Regions from separate parts of the Pan troglodytes genome. Here region 1 is linked to region 2. A link is a contact called in public HiChIP or PLAC-seq data. All regions are on one chromosome and are shown on one strand. The core of a region is the stretch at or near the end of the contact, and the rest is flanking DNA. Distances in the headings are between cores, read along the strand shown. Region 1 holds the start of FAAP100 (FA core complex associated protein 100). Region 2 holds the start of TEPSIN (TEPSIN adaptor related protein complex 4 accessory protein).

Evidence for each region. HiChIP or PLAC-seq counts read pairs in DNA pulled down with a chosen protein or histone mark.
Region 1: a contact with region 2 is called in an H3K4me3 HiChIP or PLAC-seq map of stem cell-derived excitatory neurons, with 3 times the contacts expected there. The contact joins the promoter of FAAP100 here to the promoter of TEPSIN in region 2. A contact is called at or near these places in 1 of 7 Hi-C or Micro-C datasets (induced pluripotent stem cells) and 1 of 1 datasets of contacts at active chromatin or transcription factors (stem cell-derived excitatory neurons).

The regions. Positions count from the first base shown.
Region 1 is chr19:94,955,764-94,958,691 of NHGRI_mPanTro3-v2.0_pri, reverse strand. FAAP100 (FA core complex associated protein 100) reads left to right here and starts at 1,568. Exons shown (of 8, transcript XM_063799427.1): 1 at 1,568-1,665.
Region 2 is chr19:94,634,356-94,637,055 of NHGRI_mPanTro3-v2.0_pri, reverse strand. TEPSIN (TEPSIN adaptor related protein complex 4 accessory protein) reads left to right here and starts at 1,389. Exons shown (of 13, transcript XM_016933144.3): 1 at 1,389-2,016. The coding sequence starts at 1,969. NDUFAF8 (NADH:ubiquinone oxidoreductase complex assembly factor 8) reads right to left here and starts at 1,709. Exons shown (of 3, transcript XM_016933153.3): 1 at 1,555-1,709; 2 at 1,320-1,434. The coding sequence starts at 1,638.

The sequences.
Region 1 (2,928 bases), core at 319-2,818, 320 kb before region 2:
TTAAAACATAGTTCTGGATGCCACTCCCCCATTAAATCAAGCAAATTGTACTGCTTAGAAATAGAACTCAGGCCCGGGGTTCGAGACCAGCGTGGCCAACATGGCGAAACCCTGTCTCTATTAAAAAAGACAAAAAATTAGCCTGGCGTGGTAGTGTGCACCTATAGTCCCAGCTTTTCGGGAGGCTGAGGCAGGAGGTTGGCTTGAGCCTGGGGTGTTGAGGCTGCAGTGAGCCGAGACTGTGCCACTACACTCTAGCCTGGGAGACACAGTGAGAACCTGTGTGTGTCAAAAAAAAAAAAAAAAAAAAAAAGGGAGAAGTCGGGTTCCTGGGTCCCTGCCTCACCTTCCTGCTGTGTTCTCCTTATTGGGCTGTGCTGCTCTGAGGAGAGGTCCCTCAAGGCCCAGCCCTCCTCGCCCTCAACACAGCCTGAAGCTTCATGGTTTTTCTCCCCTCAGTCTGACCTAAATTGACTCCTTCATATAATTCGTGCTTAGGGAGATGATACCACCTCCAAGTTGGGCATAGAAACGCAGTGTCCAGCGGTCTGCGCTGCTGTCTCGAAGGCTTCCGCTAGGAGTGTGTGCATCTTCCACACCCACGGACAGAAAGGCTGCCTCAGCCCTCATCACTCTTCACCAAGTACAGGTGGGGCACGGCACAGCCCAGCAGCTGATGGAGAGCCGGCCTTCAGCCCTTCGCTTGTGTCTAACTCACCCCCTTTCCCCTGGGATCCATGCTTAAGGTCCCCCACATGACTACTGATCATAAATCTTGTTGCAGATAGGAGGAGCTGGGCTTGGCGTGGGGCCAAAAGCCTGCCAGCCCCCGGAGCAGAGTGGGGTGGGCAGCGGAGTAAACCGCGGGGTGAGGCTGCTGGTTTGGCGGGCCTTCTCCCACGTCCGTTTCCTCCTCCACGTGATCGTGATCATTTCCTCTAGGACAGTCTTGGCATGTTACCATCCGTATGGAAGAGATGGCCTGGGAGGACTGGATGGGGTTGGTGTGTGTGAGCGAGTGACTCACAAGGCTTCAGAGGGTTAAAACTAGCAGTCAGAAGACCTGCGGATTCCTGTGGGGAAATTCGGTCAGAAGACCAGCGGAGGATCCCTGTGGGGAAATTCACAACGATGCGGCATCTGACTTCCTGACTCTGAAGGCCAAATGAGATGCACCTGGCCCTCCTCTCCCCACTCCCCACTCCCCACTCCCCAGCATCAAAGACAGCATTTCCAGCCCAAACACCTTCAGAGCAGCCCTGGCGAGAAGAGAGGAGCAAGGAACTGACTCCAGGTGCCGCACTTGAGTCTGTCTAACCCAACATTCAGAATCAGACATCCCCGTTGCCTTGGGGTCAGTCCCCACCCCAACCTCAAAGGGGGGCGGTCAGGATGTCTGCAAGTGGTGCTTTGTGCTCCAGCAGGTGCACCCGGACTCCACGATGTCTGCCTAACTTCCAAGCCCAGTTTTGCAGCCCTGCCCCTAGACTCTCCCTCGAGGGTGTCTGGCCTTAGCGCTCTTCAGATTGGCTTCTTAAACGGAGGGAGGCGGGCCGGGGGCGGGGTTCCTTGGTCATTTACTTGTGAATGGTGTGCCTGGTTTCCGCTCTCTTCCGGGCATGGAGCAGGTATCCGTACTGCAGGCCCCTCCACGGGCGTTCTCTGGTCAGTACTTCTCTCCTGGAGGAAGTGGAGAGCTGCCAGGAGGGAAAGGGTGGAGGTATCTTGCCCTGGCTCACAGTCATTTTCTTGTCCTCTGCCCCCAACCCAGAAACCCCATTGGTGTACTCCCTGTCCCCACGTGTTCAGCCACGGAGGGAGGGACGCACTTCCACCTAAGCTGGCTCACTCCGCTGGGCCCTGAACGTGGGGGCGGCTCGCAGAGCACAGGGCAGAGACCCATCCCTAGGACGACAAGAGCCGGCGTTGCCCCACCCCGTCCCCGGCTGGAGTGCGCTCCGACAGGACCCAGCTGCTCTCCGAGAGCCCAGAGAATCGAGGCGTTTACGCAAAAGCCCTAGTAGCTGAGCGCTTGCTCCGGGGAGACGCCCCGCCCAAGAGCAACCTCCGCTCGGCCAGGACCCGCTTCCCCACCCTGGGGAACCCGTGCAGCAGCCGGGGCCATGAAGCCGCCGAGGGCCCCCACCAGCCCGGCCGGGTCAACCTCGACCTGCGGCACGGTGCCGCGGCCCCTAGGAAGGCTCCCCTGCTCCCCGCGGGTCCCAGCGGCCGCCCCAGCTCCCGGAGTCCCTGCAGCGCGTCCTTTACGGCCCGCCCCCGGCACCGCCGACCGCTTTACGGCGGAGGTCGCGCCGCACAGCGGGCTGCCGTAAAGCGCTCCGAGGCGGAGCCGCCGCCGCGCGGCCGGGGCTTCTCACTCTGACGGGCCCGCGCGCACGATGGCCGGCGCCGCGCCGCGGGTCCGCTACCTGGCGGGCTTCTGCTGCCCTCTCGGGGGCCTGGCGGCGGGCAAGCCCCGCGTGCTGTGCCATGAGGCAGAGGTCTTCCTGTCCACCGGGAGCGAGCTCGTCTACGTGTACGACCAGGAGGGCGGGCTGCTGACCGTGAGCGCCGGCCCGCGGGGGCGGGAGGGACCGGGCGGGGGCGGCGGTTCGCGTGAAAATGAAGACCGCGGGCCCGCGCGTCGCGTCGGCCTGACCCGCGCCCCGGTCCGCAGGCGGCGTTCCGGTTCCCCGACCAGGTGTGGCACCTGGAGCTGCTGGCGCCGCGCAGGTTGCTGTACGCGCTGTGCGCCCGGAGGGGCCTTTACTGCCTGTCGCTGGACCACCCGGGCAGGAGCAGGTGAGGGCGGGCCCGCGGCCTCCCTCCCGCACACTCCTGCTGCCCCCGGACTGCTTCAGAGCGAGCAGCCCCACCTCATCGCGCTTGGGGACCCGGGCTGCCGCCAGCTCTAAAGCCTCGGCCGCC
Region 2 (2,700 bases), core at 140-2,639:
CAAGATAAAGTGTTTTGTCTGAATGGCTTGCTTCCAAGTTAGATATGCCTCAAAAGCAAGCTACCACACCACACGTGGTGTTCTACCAAATACCTTACAGAGAACTTGGGTGCTGGCATGTGGTGGGGGCTCGACTGGTTGGAGCCTGGGGCCCCATGGGCAGGTTCTCTGGGTCACTTGTCCACGGGACAAGGGCCTCATGACACCATCACAGAACTCACTGCTGCCCCCTCCTCTGAGCCCCCACGAGATGCCACATTTGGTCTCAAGCTCTCATAAAGGGAAGGCAGGAGCCCCCCCCCCCCCTTTTTTTTTTTGAGATGCAGTCTCACTTTGTCGCCTAGGCTGGAGTACAGCAGCGTGATCTCGGCTCACTGCAACCTCCACCTCCCAGGTTCAAGTGATCATCCCACCTCAGCCTCCCAAGTAACTGGGACTACACCACCATGCCTGGCTAATTTTTTTTTCTTTCTTTCTTTCTTTTTTTTTTTTTTGTAGAGACGGGGTCTCCATATGTTGCCCAGGCTGGTCTCAAACTTCTAGGCCTAAGCAATTCACCCGCCTCAGCCTCCCAAAGTGGTAGGATTACAGGCACGCGTCACCATACCCAGCAAAAAGTGCAACTTCTGATGAGTCACCCACCCCTGGATCCAAGGCTGCTGGGGCCGGGTAGGGATGAAGGCCGTGGAGCTCTTGTTCAAATACCCTTTCTCTGGTCCAAATCTCCGGATTAACAGCTCCCAGTAAACAGAGTCAGCACTGGCATCAAGGCCTACCCAGATACACTGAGGTGGTACCCGGTGCGGCTGACTCTTAGGGAACCAGCCTCAGAATGACTTAAAGCCCCACGGGCAAGAAGCCCTATCGTGCCAGTTGTGAGGGTGGCTGGGGGTTCCCGGCAGGACACGTGCTGAAGGAATCCACCACCGCAGGTGCACAGGGGCTGCAAGTGCCAGGGAGGTGAAGACCCGGAAGGTGCTGGGCACTTTCCGGGAGTCCTGTGTTGGGTCAATCCTGGCATGACACCCCTCGGCGGCAGTGCTAACACGAAAGCTTACGCGTTTTACAAGGCGCTTTTTTGCACACATCTCCCATCCTTTCTGAGGTTGGTGCCAGTCCCGCTTTACAAACATGCAGGGACAAGCCCAGGACGGCCGAGGTTTCGCGGGCTCGTCGATGGCTCGGTGATTTTGTCAGCCGGCGTCTAAAGCACGCGGCAGGCGCTCAAACCTTGAACCAACGGGAAAGCAAAGGAAAGCCGGGGCCCGCTGGCTCTTGGAGGGGAAGGGCTGGGAAGGGGGGAAGGGGCCCGCGCCCACCTACCGCGGCGGCGAAGCAGCTCCGCAGGGCCTCGAACTCCCGCGCGCAAAAGTCCTTACTCAGGCGGCCGCCCGGGGCCGTGGAGGCCTGCACGCACCTGCCGTACGCCGCGGCCTGCGGAAAGGACGGGCGTGGGTCGTGGGGTCCCCTGACCCCGTCACCGCCCTCCCTCCCAGTCACCTCCCCGCGCGGCTCCTCCTGCCCCGCAGCACTGGCCCGCCCGCGGCTCCTCACCTCGGCCCCGCAGGCGGCCAGCCGCTCGGGGAAGGCGCGGAGGCGGCTTCGCACGCGGCCCCACACCACTCCGTTAGCCGACATGAGCGGCTATTCCCAGCCCCCTGGAGGCCGCCATCTTAGGTCCGTCCTCTTCCGGTGTCAAACAGTTTGATAGGTCGGCGCTTCCGCCCATAACCTTTCCTGAACTTCTTAATTGGCCAGGCTTTGCCTGGCCTCGAGCCCCTGCAATTGGCTCTTGTCCTAGTCTGTCTGTGCTCTGGGACTTCGGATTGGCCTAGGCTCCAATTGTTTACGAAGCCAACCTCAGGGCCCGCCCTACCGTGAGGGATTGGTCGGCGGACCCAGACCCGCGCAGTGATTGGAGGGCCCGGGCCTGGCGGAAGCGGGGCAGACCGGGAGGGGACCTGGATCATGGCTGCCGCGCCGCCGCTACGGGACCGCCTGAGCTTTCTACACCGGGTGAGTGAGGGCGGTCCGCCCGGGCCCCGGTCCCACGGCTCCTCTCGAGCGCCGCATTCCCCGGACTCGCCCCAGGCTGGAGCCATTGACCTTGCGTCTCCGCGCCGGGTAGCTGCTCCTGGCCCCTTCGCCCGCGCCGACGCCCCTGAGCTGCCTGCCCGCCCGCCGCGCCGTCCCAGGGCCTTCCAAGCCGGGCCTTCCAAGCCGGGCCTTCCAAGCCGGGCCTTCCAAGCCGGACCCGCCGAGCGCAAGGGCGATGGGCACAGCCAGACCCTGGGGGAACGAACAGGCCTCGGCCAGCATTCAGTGGCCTCCGACGGGAGGGAAGGAGCGGCGGACCCGGTGGACGTGGAGCCGCTGTGTCCGTGCTGCTGGCGCCCAGATGGGCTGGCAGCCCGCCGTCCTCCCTGACGGTGGCGTTTCAGAGGACTCCGGTCCTGGAGAGGCACCCCTGGGTTGCAGAGAACACAGACATCTCGAAGGGACAGAGAAGGACGCACCATTGTAAGCCCCTCTTAGTAAACCCTCTGAGAAGTAGAGGCCGGGGCGAGTTCCCAGGTGTCGTCCTGAGCAAACTGCCCTCTTTTGTCAGCCCTGAGCTTTCCTGGGCTGGACCTCAGAGGGGGCTGGGTGGTCCCAGGGCGTGACCTTGGGCTGCCAGAAGCCACGCTAGGGTTGGTCAAG